Linked DNA regions of Nomascus leucogenys: region 1 is linked to region 2. The links are chromatin contacts, called in public Hi-C maps. All regions are on one chromosome and are shown on one strand. The core of a region is the stretch at or near the end of the contact, and the rest is flanking DNA. Distances in the headings are between cores, read along the strand shown. Region 1 holds the start of QRICH2 (glutamine-rich protein 2). Region 2 has its middle 16 kb from the start of EXOC7.

Region 1 (7,179 bases), core at 2,324-4,823, 170 kb after region 2:
AAGGGCTTTGGGACAACTGACTCCTGAATTCCAACCACTGCAAAAAATCTTCCTCTCTGGGCTTGGAGTTGGGAACAGGCAAATGTGAAGTTTTGTTTTGTTTGAGACAGGGTCTTGCTCTGTCACCCAGGCTGGAGTGCAGTGATGCCATCACGGCTCACTGCAACCTCTGCCTCCCTGGCTCAAACAATCTTCCCACCTCAGCTTCTCGAGTAGCTGGGACTACAGGTGTGTGCCACCACGCCTGGCTAATTTTTTTTTTTTTTTTTTTTTTTGTAGAGATAGGGTTTTGCCATGTTGCCCAGGCTGGTCTCAAACTCAGCCTCAAGCTATCCACCTGGCTCTGATTCCCAAGATGCTGGGATTACAGGTGTGAGCCATTGCTCCCAGTCAAAATGTTAAGTTTAATTCTTCAACATTCTCTCCCGCCCACCTCCCAATGCTACTGCTTTCTATAACCAGACATTTTCCCCAGCTGCTGTGCAGAGCCTGACAAAGCCACAAGAACCTGCTCCACTCCTCTCCTGGGGCTTAGTTCTCTCCTTTGCCCACCATTTTTTTGGACTCTGAAGGCTGTGGGACATGCTCTGAATGACATGCTGTTTTCAGGGACTCAGGGAGACGTGTAGCAGCCAGGAGTTGAGGCCAGGGGAAGAAAAGGATGAAACCAACTGAAAACAGAGACAGTGGTTTCTATCGGCAAACGGCACCCACCCATCTGTGCCAGCAGGAACTGGATCTTCTCCAAGTCGGTTTGGCCGGCCTCCTCCTCATCCAGATCCTTCATACTCTCCTTTAGCCCCACATAGAGGCTACTGAGCTCTCCCATCAGACGAAATGTCTCCACTGCCGTGGGGAAACTAGAACTCATTTTATACAGTGAATCACGTCGCTGACTCGAGACTTCGCTCCCTTCTGATGGGACTCGGTCGACCGAGTCTGGACTCCTGAAAAGGGTAACATCTTGGCCTGAGGCCTTCTGGGCAGGAATTCCACGTCGGTCCAAGGCTTGTGTTCTGTGTGGATCCAAACCTTCCTGGCCATGCTGATCAGCACTTAGGTACCCTGGGCCACCATAACCAGGATACATTGAATCACGACTGTCAGAGAGAGAGAAAGCACAGCCACGCTGAGCTGCATCTGGGTACACCTGGTCGTGCTCACCTGGGCCCGGTGATGCCAAACGCTGTTGATCTGGGTGTGTAGATCCCAAACCCGTACTCGGTGGTATTGGACCATGCTGGTCTGTGCCAGGATGCATCAAGCCTTGCTGATAAGTTTCTGGTGGTATCAAACTCCTTTGGTCTATACCAGGTGATGCCAAACCTTGACTGGCTAGGAGTGGTGACACCTGGCCATGTTGTTCTCTGCCAGGAGGTACCATACCATGTTGATATGGACGTACTGGTATAAAACCTGTAGAATCTGCCTGGAATGTTGAAGAGCCACGAAGCTTTGTACCTGGTGCTATCAAGCCTGGCTGATAGGCACCAGGTTGTCTCAAACCATATCGATCCATTCCAGGCTGCACCGAACCACGTGGATATGTCCCAGGTTGAGACAAATCATGCAAATATGCACCAGGTTGTACCAAGCCACGTGGATCTGCCTGAGGTTGCACCAAACCTTGCTGATCTATTCCAGGCTGCACCATACCAAGTTGACCTGCACCAGGCTGGACCAAACCAGGCTGATCTGCACCAGGTTGCACCAAACCACGCTGATCTGTACCAGGTTGTACCAAACCACGCTGAACTGCACCAGGTTGAACCAAACCATGCTGATCCTCTCCACGTTGGACCAAACCATGCTGATCTGCACCAGGTTGGACCAAACCACGCTGATCTGCACCAGGTTGGACCAAACCACGCTGATCTGCACCAGGTTGGACCAAACCACGCTGATCTGCACCAGGTTGGACCAAACCACGCTGATCTGCACCAGTTGGACCAAACCACGCTGATCTGCACCAGTTGGACCACCACCACCACGTTGGACCAAACCACGCTGATCTGCACCAGGTTGGACCAAACCACGCTGATCTGCACCAGGTTGGACCAAACCACGCTGATCTGCACCAGGTTGGACCAAACCACGCTGATCTGCACCACGTTGGACCAAACCACGCTGAACTGTACCAGGTTGAACCAAACCATGCTGATCCTCTCCACGTTGGACCAAACCACGCTGAACTTCACCAGGTTGGACCAAACCACGCTGATCTGCACCAGGTTGGACCAAACCACGCTGATCTGCACCAGGTTGGACCAAACCACGCTGATCTGCACCAGGTTGGACCAAGCCAGGCTGATCTGCACCAGGCTGCACCAAAGCATGCTGAAATCTGCCAGACTGGATCAAATCATGCTGCTCTGTGCCAGGTTGTATGAAGCCAGTTGCTTCCAAACTGGGCTGCACAAAACCTTTCTGATCTGCACTAATTGGCATCAAACCAGGTGATACCAAACCATGCTGGTCTGTAAAAGGTAGAACCAGCCCATGTTGATCTATGACAGGCAATGTCAGTCCTTGCTGGTCCATACTAGGGGGTACCAGTCCTTGCCGACCCATGCCTGATATTACAAATCCACGCTGATCCATGCCAAGTGGTTCCATACTGCGTTGGTCTGTGCCGGGAAGTGTCATACCATGCCGATATGCACTGACTGAAACCAGACCATGTTGGTCCGTACCAGGTAGTTCCAATCCTTGCTGGTCTCTGCCAGGTACCGATGGTGGCAACATACGTTGCTCATCCATGGCAAATGGTACCAATTCCCGATCATCCATCTCAGGTGGTGGCACACCAAGCTGACCCATGCTGAGGGGTACCACACCATGTGGGAAAGTGCTAGCAGGCACTAATCCAGGCTGATTCATGCCAGTTGGTTCTAACCCACGACGATCTGGCCTTAGATGGACCTGACTCTGGCTAGCGGGCACCCTACTGGGCTGGTCTCTGGCCAAGGTTAAGTCCTGTTGAACTGGACCAGGACATGCATCTCGTTCATCTCTTCTTGGATATGTCGAGGTAAGCTTCTCTCTACTCCTGTGACGATCTGAGTCTGATTTGAATTGGAATATAGAAGACTGATGGAGTCGTGGCATGCCAGCTTCATCACGGGCCCTCGGCTGCTGCTGTCTACCAGTACCAGAGGGGACCTTGCTTTGTTCCCTACTGGTAACCCCATCAGAGGGGTGTGCTGCGCCACCAGATCCTGATGCAGTCTGATCCGGGCCAAGACCACTGGCAGAATCCAGAGCCTGGTCAATACTTGGTTGCTTGGTAGAGGCTCCGCTTAGAGTCCCTTCAGGTGATGTTAAGGAAGTGAACCCTCTGTGCTTAGAAAATCCCATAAGTGTTTCTGAGCCCTGGTCGGAGAGGAAGAAGGAAATCAATAACAGTCAAAATATTCACTATCAGAGTGGGAAGAAAGGAAATCTGGAAGTTCTGACTAGGATGATTTAGGGCCCCTGGAGAAAAAAGCCCTCTGGTCCTAAAAGCTAAGCTTGACATAAAGAAACACACTGACGGTGTGGCTTTGAGGCCAAGGTGGGCAGATTACTTGAGATCAGGAGTTCGAGACCAGCCTGACCAATATGGTGAAACCCCATTTCTACTAAAAATACAAAATTAGCCAGGCGTGGTGGCATGCGTCTGTAATCTCAGCTACTCGGGAACCTGAGGCAGGAGAATTGCTTGAACCTGGGAGATGGAGGCTGCTGTGAGATCATGCCATTGCGCTCCAGCCTGGGCGACAAGAGTGAAACTCCATCTCAAAAAAAAAAAAAAGAAAAGAAAAAGAAACACACTGATGTTCTGGGAGGCTAGGTCTCCATATTTTTGAGAATCTGCATATTTGAAAATGGCATGTACAAAAATATGTAATTTTTGTGGCCAGGTGCGGTGACTCACGCTTATAGTCCCAGCACTTTGGGAGGCCAAGGCGGGTGGATCATTTGAGGTCAGGACTTTGAGACCAGCCTGGCCAACATGGCAAAACCCCATCTCTACTGAAAATACAAAAATTAGCCGGGTGTGATAGTGCATGCCTGTAATCCCAGCTACTCAGGAGACTGAGGCAGGAGAATCCCTTGAACCCGGGAGGTGGAGGTTGCAGTGAGCCGAGATCGCGCCATTGCACTCCAGCCTGGGCAACAGAGTGAGACGCCTTCTCGAAAAAAAATATATATATATGTAATTTTTCTTCATAAAAGATGGGGAAAACTGCAAAATACAAGTGATCTCTCTGGACTTTTGCTTAGCCTTTAAATAAAGGACATAAGTAATTAATTAAGTTTAAAATATAAAGTCTGGGTCTGGCACGGTGGCTCACGCCTGTAATCCCAGCACTTTGGGAGGCCGAGGTGGACAGATCACAAGGTCAAGAGATTGAGACCATCCTGGCCAACATGGCGAAACCCCGTCTCTACTAAAAATACAAAAAAAAAAATTAGCTGGGCGTGGTGGCACGTGCTTGTCGTCCTAGCTACTTGGGAGGCCGAGTCACAAGAATCGCCTGAACCCAGGAGGAAGAGGTTGCAGTGAGCTGAGATCGCGCCACTGCACTTCAGCCTGGGTGACAGAGCAAGACTCCGTCTCAAAAAATAAATAAATAAAATAAAATAAAATATAAAGTTTGCTCCATTGTTGACCCATTGCTGCTGATAAAAGTGTATACTGGAAGGTATGTAAACCATATATTTAAAATGTATAGGCTGGGTACAGTGGCTCACGTCTGTCATCCCAGCATTTTGGGAGACCAAAGCAGGTGGATCATTTGAGGTCAGGAGTTCAAGACCAGCTTGGCCAACATGGTGAAACCTGGCCTCTACAAAAAATACAAAAATATTAGCCAGGCGTGGTACTGCACACCTGTAATCCCAGCTACTCAGGAGAATCACTTGAACCTAAAAGGCAGAGGATGCAGTGAGCTGAGATCACGCCACTGCACTCCAGCCTGTGCAACACAGCGAGACACCATCTCAAAAATAAATAAATAAATAAAATGTAAACATGCAAACCCATGGACCCAGAAACTCCATAGACAGGAATTTTCTCTATGAATTCTCGCCAAAGGATGCCAAGCTGTACATACAATGATGGGGTCTGCAGCACCGTTGATAAGGTAGATCATCAATAAGAGACTGAGATATTTCTGGTCACCAATACAGTAGATGCTATGAAACCATGAAAAAGAAGAATGAACCACTGCCATTTCCAGCCAAGATGAAGTAACACAGGGGCTGGATTTACCCTCCTGTCTGTCACAAGAAAAAACAAAACCGAGGCTGGGCGCAGTGGCTCACGCCTGTAATCCCAGCACTTTGGGAGGCCGATGTGGGTGGATCACGAGGTCAGGAGTTCAAGACCAGCCTGATCAACATGGTGAAACCCTGTCTTTACTAAAAATACAAAAACTAGCTGGGTGTGGTGGCGCATGCCTATAATCCCAGCTACTTAGGAGGCTGAGGCAGGAGAATTGCTTGAACCCAGGAGGCAGAGGTTGCAGTGAGCCGAGATAGCACCATTGCACTCCAGCCTGGGAGACAGAGTGAGACTCCATCTCAAAAAAAAAAAAAAAAAACCAACAACACCTATGAAACGGTGGTTTCCTAGACACTGGATATCAAGTTATGGAGGACAGTTATCCCCAAGCAGTGGAGAAAGGAAAACTGGGAACCCTGTATCACCCTGGCTTGCTGCCTTGCTGGAGTTTCCAGACTGCAGTGCAGGGAGAGGGAATTGAGGTGGAGCCCAGCAGACTCTCTGAGATGAGGAGACAGAAGTGAGCATTCAGGGAGATTCAGCAACTGAAGGTCACAGGATAGAGTATCAGAAAGAAGGGAGTTATCCAGGTGTGGTGGCTCATGCCTGTAATCCCAGAACTTTCAGCGGGTAGATTACCTGAGGTTGGCAGTTTGAGACCAGCCTGGCCAACAAGGCGAAACCCCATCTCTACTAAAAATACAAAAATTAGCCAGGCACGGTGGCACACGCTTGTAGTCACAGCTACTTGGGAGGCTGAGGCAGGAGAATCACTTGAACCCAGGAGGCAGAGGTTGCGGTGAGCTGAGATCGCGCCACTGCACTCCAGCATGAGTGACAGTGTGGCTCTGTCTCAAAAAAAAAAAAAAAAATTAACCAGAAAGGGAGGTAACAGAAAGCCCACTCCAGAGGTCTGTGGAGGATCCCCTCTGAGTGATCAGCACACATTTGATGAGTACATGCCTGTGGGGAGACGTCCCAAGACTGGGGAAAGAACCACCTGCAGGGCTTGAAGAAGCAGTGCCCTGCCTGCCATGGGGCTGGACATGGTGCTTGTTCTTATCAACTAGTTTCGAAAAACTCATCATTCAAGTAGCACAGAGCAGAGTGTACTCAGAAAAGTATTGCCTCAGAAGTGGAGAATAATCAGCCCTAGACTGAACACACCTAAGGACCCACCTAACAAATCATAAAATCATAAAAGCAAGGCCTGAAGCAATCAAACTGTTTTTAAGTAGCTGTGTCCTGGGGGAAAAAGGCTCAAGAAAATGTATAAGAATACAAAAATATGGCCGGGTGCGATGGCCCACACCTGTAATCCCAACACTTTGGGAGGCCAATGCGGGTGGATCACCTGAGTGCAGGAGTTCGGGACCAGCCTGGCCAACATGGTGAAACCCAGCCCAGCTAGGTATAGCTATATTTCTTATGTTCAAAAGGTAGACATATAGAAGATATTTTTTAAAGACCTAAATTGAACTAATGGAGATTGGACAGGCACAGTGGCTCAAGTGAGCCATGATCATGCCACTGGACTCCAGCCTGGGCACCCAGCTAATTTTTGTATTTTTGGTAGAGATGGGTTTTCACCATGTTGGCCAGGCTGGTCTCGAACTCCTGACCTCAAGTGATCTGGCTGCCTCAGCCTCCCAAAGGGCTAGGATTACAGGCATGAGTCATCGCAACCGGCCATTTTTTTTTTAGACAGAGTCTCACTCTGTCGCCCAGGCTGGAGTACAGTGGCACGATCTCGGCTCACTGCAAGCTCCGCCTCCCGGGTTCACGCCATTCTCCTGCCTCAGCCTCCTGAGTAGCTGGGACTACAGGTGCCCGCCACCACGCCCGGCTAATTTTTTGTATTTTTAGTAGAGACGGGTTTCACCATGTTGGCCAGGATGGTCTTGATCTCC
Region 2 (6,755 bases), core at 2,134-4,633:
GTTTGAGACCAGCCTGGCCAACAGGGTGAAACCCCGTCTCTACTAAAAATACAAAAATTAGCTGGGCGTGGTGCCGCACGCCTGTAATCCCAACTACTCAGGAGGCTGAGGCAGGAGAATCGTTTGAACCGAGATCATTCCACTGCACTCCAACTGGGAAGACAGAGTGAGATTCTGAGAAAAAAAAAAAGCTTAGCTTGGGATAAATAAAACACCTGTGTTCTTTCCTCGTACTTTTTTTTTTTAAGTTTATATTACTGAGCCATCTGAGTTTTTTCACAGTCTGGATACCATTTCTTCCATGTAGATATCTGGATCTATTTCTTGGGTGTATTCTGTTCCACTGAAGTGTTTTTGCTTATTTCAACAACAGTACCAAACCAGTTAAAGCAAAAAAGCTTTTTAACTTAATTATTCATTTAATATTTGGTGGGGGATATATCTTTCATGGTTTTTTATTTTCCCCCCTCCCAAAAAAAAAACTTCCTGGATAGTCTACTTTTGTTCTTTTTTTTCAGGTGAACTTTTTTTTTTTTTTTGAGACGGAGTCTCGCTCTGTCGCCCAGGCTGGAGTGCAGTGGCAGGATCTCGGCTCACTGCAAGCTCCGCCTCCTGGGTTCATGCCATTCTCCTGCCTCAGCCTTTCCAAGTAGCTGGGACTACAGGCGCCCACCACCACGCCCGGCTAATTTTTTTTTGTATTTTTAGTAGAGACGGGATTTCACCGTGGTCTCGATCTCCTGACCTCGTGATCCGCCCGCCTCGGCCTCCCAAAGTGCTGGGATTACAAGCCTGAGCCACCGCACCCGGCCTGCTCAGGTGAACTTTAAATTCATTTTCACAACTACAAATTGAATGTCGCCTCAGCAAACTGGTTTGAATTCAGGTCCTTATAGGGTCTGGGGCATCACTGAGGAATCACGCCTGCTTGAGGGGTGGAGGCAAAGTGTGAGCAAGGTGAGGGGGTGCTGGAAGCCAGAAGCTTCCTGCGGAGCCTGCGAGGTGCCCAGCAGAGCAGGGTCCACTGCCCGGAAGGATCCCTGGACCTCACAGGCAGAGCTGGAGGGAGGAAAGGCTAAGCCAGCAGGAGCCCCGCTGGGGGCAGATCAAAGACAAGCACAGGCAACAGGTCTTCACAGCTGAGTGACACAAACAAGAGGGGTGCTGGGCCAGGGCTGATGGAATCGCCATGCATGACCAGAAGGCTCAGCGGGCCCTCTAAAGGGTGCCTCCCCAGCACCTGGCCTTGGCCCGACCCAGAGGGTGTTCCGGGTACCCAGTAAATCTATGATGAACAAATAAACAAGTGCATGAAGGCTAACTCCAGGAGGAGGAGGAGGGGCGCGGAAGGAGGATCAAAGGGATGGCGTACAGGTCCCAGGGAAGACAAAGTGAAGGAGGTCGGTGTGCAGCACTTTTTTTTTTTTTTTGAGACAGAGTCTCACTCTGTCGCCCAGGCTGGAGTGCAGTGGCACGATCTCGGCTCACTGCAACCTCCGCCTGCTGGGTTCAAGCAATTCTCCTGTCTCAGCCTCCCGAGAAGCTGGGACTACAGGCACCCGCCACCACGCCCGACTAATTTTTTTGTGTTTTTAGTGGAGACAGGGTTTCACTATATTGGTCAGGCTGGTCTCAAACTCCTGACCTCAGATGATCTACCTGCCTTGGCCTCCCAAAGCGCCAGAATTACAAGCGTGAGCCACCATGCCCAGCCAAGGGTGCAGCTTTTGAGGCAACTGAGAACCTCTTTGACCTGAGAATCACAGCAACATACTCGTGGGCAACAGAAACACCTAGGCCAAGAGATGCATTGGGAGGAATCTGTATCCCTTCCTGCTTCTCTTTTGGCCAGAGACCTGCACACCCTGCCCCGCCCCCACACCTCCCATCCCAATTTCTCATCTTGCCTAAGGCAAGTCCCAGGAGAGGGCTGTGGGGCAGGAAGGAGTTGGGCCCTGAGATAGGTACTGCTGACACATGTTCCCATGGGAGAATGTTGCACGTGGCAGCTGATTTCTGTCCAAATCACAGCTGAATGGCAGAGTAGAGGAAAAAGAACCCAGGTGTGAGGCCAGACAGGCCTGTCTGATCCCAGCCCTGCCCCGATTAGCCCTGTGACTTCTGAATAACACGCCACAAAGGCCCCTTGGATTTGAGGTAAATTAAGTGACATGGCGCATATAAAGGGCCTGGTACCTAGTAGGTGCTCAAGAAATGTTAGCCGGTGCCCACTCCAGTTCTTCCCTGGCCTTTCCAGCTGTAGTTGGAGTATGTTAGGAACAAAATCGGCTTCTGCAGCTAATGATCACTGCTTAGAAATGTGTTCTGAGTTCTGATCAATTTATCCAGAACCCGTGGAACCCCTCACCTCCTCTTATCTGCCCCCAAACAGTCCTGAGTCATTGACAGCATCTGGAGCCTCCTGGCCCCTGGACTCACCCAGTGAGGCCATTCGTGAAGATCAAAGAAACGAAATCACCAGGCAGTGATACCAGGGCTGGACAGTCACCTTCTGGCACCTTCTAGACATCTCTCTGCACCTCGGTCTTTCCTTCTGCAAGGACAACAATATTACAGCCCCCCAACCCTCCCCAGGCACTCACTACAGGAGATTAGCATTACAAAGGCTCAGAACGGTGCCAGGAACATGGTGGCCCCAGGAGGGATTCTGCTGGTTCTGCAAACCCCACCGCAGGAAGACTTCCTGGCTTGTAAAATGAAGGAAAAGCAACCCATCAGGCGCTTGCCACTCACTGCCTGGCTGTCCTAGGCCATGGCCCCTTATCTGCGCGACACACACACACACACGCACACACACACACACACACACGCACACACACACACACACACACACACCTCTCCCCCTCTCCCTCACCCCTCCTGTCTCGGCAGGGGAGGAGCTGGGAGGGCCTGTCCCCTGTCCCCCTGGCCCAGCCTTAGCCCCTATTACCGGAGGCCTCCGCTTTCTAGAACCCCGGGAGGGGCTTCGTGGACGTGGCTGTGCCGCAGTGGGGCGCCCTCCTTCCGCCGTGCTCGAGGGTTGAACTCCGAGCGCTCCGGGAGGGCTTAAGCAGGCGGGGAGGTGAGGCGAGCCCGGGCCGGGCCGCAAGGGGGCGCCTCACACCACCCTTGGCGTCCACCGCGCTCGGGCAGCTGGAACCTCCGAGAAGGTCCAGGGTGCAGGGGAAGGGAGAGGCCCAGGGGCATGGGTGGGGACAGAACGGGGGCAGGAGGGGGCGCTGAAGAGGGAGGGAACGTGGAGATAGAAGGGAGGCAAACAACAAGGGGGCATCGAGAAGGCCCCAGGAACCCGACCTGGGGGTTAGGCAGGAAACCAGGGGTCGGGGCAGCCTGCTGGGGGCGTCTCGCGCTCCCCACCCCCCATTCCTCTGAACCACTCCGGAAGGGGGGTTCGGCTGGCAAGCCGCGGTGGCGTCAGCCGCTGGCACCCGCTTCTGCCCGGCCCGTGGCTCCAGGCAACCGGAGACGCTGCGGGGGCTGCGCTGGGCAGCGGGTGCGGGTGCGGGGCGCCCCCATCGCGGGCCCAGGCGCTCCCCCAGCAGGCCCAGGAGCCCCCCACGGGCCCAGGCGCGCCCCTGAGGCCTGGCTTCCCGGGGCCGCGTGCCCGGAACGTGACTCAGCGCTTTCTCCGTGCGGGGCTGCGGTGGGGAGCGGGACGGAGGCGGGTGGCGCTGTCCTCAGGAAGGGCCCGCACAGGCCCCCGCCAGGCGGGATCTTTTCCGGGTCGGGCAGTTTCGTTCATTTGTTCACGAACTCAGCGAGGCAGAGATGGTGCTCTTGGAAACATTTGGAAATTTGGGGTGCGCTGCAGGCCTGGGTCATCCAGGCCACAGGAGAGGCACAGGGCTGCGGCCTGGGTTGGGGGAACAGCCACAGCTATGGGGCGTTTCAGGGAGGCCGAGGCACAGGCGTATGGACTGGATTTTGAAGGATGGGAGAAGGGGGCCTCAGGACAGGGACCCGCCTTATGGAAGGAAAGCCGGGAAGCAGGGAGTGGGCCGGGGGTGTCGGAGAGGACAGCTGAGTGTGGCGGGAGTGGAGGCAGAGCGGCTCTGGGGCCCCAGCGTCAGCTGAGGTTGCACTGTGTTTGGAGAGGAGCCTCGGAGGGGTGGGCTGCCTGGCAGGAGTGGCCCGGGGGCCGCAAATGAGGAGGGTGCAGTGCCTTGGGCAGTAAATTAGAAGACACAGGCTGCTGGCTGGGGGCGGGAGGGCACAGGGAAGCCCTGCCCGGGAGCAGGCCGACAGCCAGGTTTCCACCGTTCCCCCCCAACCCAAACTGAGGGCTGATGGATCCTGCCCCTGCGGTGGGAAACCAGGAGGCCTCATTCCCTGACTGGATAGCTGCCCTGAGGCAGGGGATTGAGTGAGATGACCCTGAAGGGAGTCCCCAGTGTGCTCTTGCTCTGTGGGGTTGCCTGTCATTCACACTCACAGAAGGGTCCTCCTGTCTGCCTGAAATGAATGAATGAATGAATGAGCAGAGATATCTCAGCGTGTATTACCTGGCGGGACACCACACACACACTTCCTTCTTCAATAAGGACTTTTTAATGAGGCCAGGGAGGAGGCTGGCTTGGAGGTTGAGGCCTGGGCCCCTGAGGGCAGAGGGACAGGTGGGACAGGCCTGAGTTGCCTTTCTCTCTCCTCCCTTGTCCCCTTCCCTTCACCTTTCTTTATTTTATTTTTTTTAAGACGGAGCCTTGCTCTGTGGCCTAGGCTGGAGTGCAGTGGCGCCATCTCCGCTCACTGCAAGCTCCGCCTCCCGGGTTCACATCATTCTCCTGCCTCAGCCTCCCGAGTAGCTGGGATTACAGGTGCCCGCCACCACGCCTGGCTAATTTTTTGTATTTTTAGTAGAGACGGGGTTTCACTGTGTTAGCCAGGATGGTCTCGATTTCCTGACCTCGTGATCTGCCCGCCTTGGCCTCCCAAAGTGCTAGGATTACAGGCGTGAGCCACCGCGCCCGGCCCTCTTTCTCTCTCTCTCTTCTCTTTCTTTCCCTCCCTCCCTCCCTCCTTCCTTCCTTCTTTTTCTTTTTTGGAGTTTCACTCTTGTAGCCCAGGCTGGAGTGCATTGGCGCAATCTCAGCTCACTGATACTCCACCTCTTGGGTTCAAGGGATTCTTCTGCCTCAGCCTCCCAAGTAGCTGTGACTACAGGTATGCACCACCACGCGTGGCTAATTTTTTTATTTTTAGTAGAGACGGTGTTTCACTGTGTTGGCCAGGCTGATGTCGAGCTCCTGACCTCAGGGGATCACCCCACCCCCCGGCCTCAGCCTCCCAAAGTGCTGGGATTACAGACATGAGCCACCACGCCCAGCCTCCTGAGCTGCCTTTCTGATAGTTCCCCACTATCTGCCCAGCTGGAAACTCTGGCTTTTGGATCTGGCGCTGCCAGTAAGTCATTGTGAGAATTGGGGCGCATCCTGCCACCCCCTATCCATGCCACCGTGCTCTGCTGAGCACCCAGCGTGTGCCACACCTGACTCCGGCCAGGTGCCACAGAGAACTGCACACTGCCTCTGCCCTCCCGGAGCTCCCAGTCCAGCAGGGGAGACACAGATGCTGCTGTGGTGAGTGGAGAGGTGGCAGATGTCCACATAGGTCCCCCAGCCGGCAGTGCCCACGAGAAGCCAGCCTCACCTGTGCCACCGTCCTCAGAGCTGTGTCCTCTCTGTGCCTCATTTTCTTCAGCTATAGGTGACACTAGAAGGCTCCTGAGGCCTCCTTCAGAGGACAGGTGCTTGCTGCTGTCATTGAGGGCTACTCCAGCTGCTGCTGCCTCCCACAAAAGGGCAAACAGACAAACCCCACCTCCCACCTGCACCCCTCAAGGAATCTGGGCCTGCAGCTCCCCAGGACCAGACTTGGAGCTGGGGTCTGCCAGAGGCCCGGCCACCTGACGTGGTGTCTCCTAGAGCTCAGGGCCCAGCCCAGGTGGTTCCCCCCACAAAGTTGAACCCCAGCCAGCAGCCAGGAGCCCCACAGTAGGTAGTCTGTGCTGGCAGCAGGCTAGGGGCACGGGTACTGGGCAGGCAGGAACAGAGGCCTCCCCACACTTGTCCTCTGCCCTGGAGGCATTCACCAGGCTGCAGGGATGAAGCAGGGAAAGGGATTGTGATGGAGGTCATCCCCCAAACTGAATTCTAGACCCACCGGCTAAAAGGGTTCAGGTCAAGGGTGGACCATTGGATATGGGCTTTCTGGAACTCTGACCAGCTAGGGACACAGTGAGTGTCTAGGGATCCCCAGCCCCGACTCTGCTCCAGCCAGGCCCACTCTTCTGTGAGAGGTGGCATTGCCAGAGCTGACATTGGTTCAGGTACCAGCCTGGGGACCCCAATGTGTGTTACCAACTGCCTGCTCAAACAGAAGGGCTAAAAAGGCTGGCACAAGTTCTGCTAGGATGGCGATGCAGGGAAGACCCTCCCTCTGCAGGTGTCACCAGCCACATTGAGAGAAAAGGCTTGCATCTGAGTTTTCAGACCTGGGCTTGGATGGCATGGTGACATGCACCCCGCGGGCTGGTTTATTTTCCTCCTTCCCACCTCTTCACATCTCCTTCGGGTGCTAGACACGGAGAGGGCCAAGAGAACCACTTGGGAAGGGGACTGACAACCTCGCTGGCCATTGTATGGTCATCAGTACCATGCGCCTGCTGTGTCCCTGGCAGGTGGGCTGTGCTGAGGATGCTGTGGGAACCCGGAGCCCACACCTAACCCAGGTGGAGC

Evidence for each region. A called contact is a pair of places that touch in the nucleus more often than the background predicts.
Region 1: a contact with region 2 is called in a Hi-C map of an unstated tissue, with 4 times the contacts expected there. The contact joins the promoter of QRICH2 here to the enhancer-like site in region 2. A contact is called at or near these places in 3 of 4 Hi-C or Micro-C datasets (a lymphoblastoid cell line and an unstated tissue).

The regions. Positions count from the first base shown.
Region 1 is chr14:90,688,419-90,695,597 of Asia_NLE_v1, forward strand. QRICH2 (glutamine-rich protein 2) reads right to left here and starts at 3,574. Exons shown (of 17, transcript XM_012495735.2): 1 at 1,947-3,574; 2 at 715-1,944. The coding sequence starts at 3,357.
Region 2 is chr14:90,522,043-90,528,797 of Asia_NLE_v1, forward strand. No RefSeq gene overlaps it. Among named protein-coding and RNA genes, the nearest start is that of EXOC7, 16 kb to the left of the region's middle. Within about 2 kb of position 3,384, the one cell type or tissue checked has an H3K27ac peak away from gene starts, as active enhancers do. A contact at or near this core is called in a lymphoblastoid cell line, where this site is marked.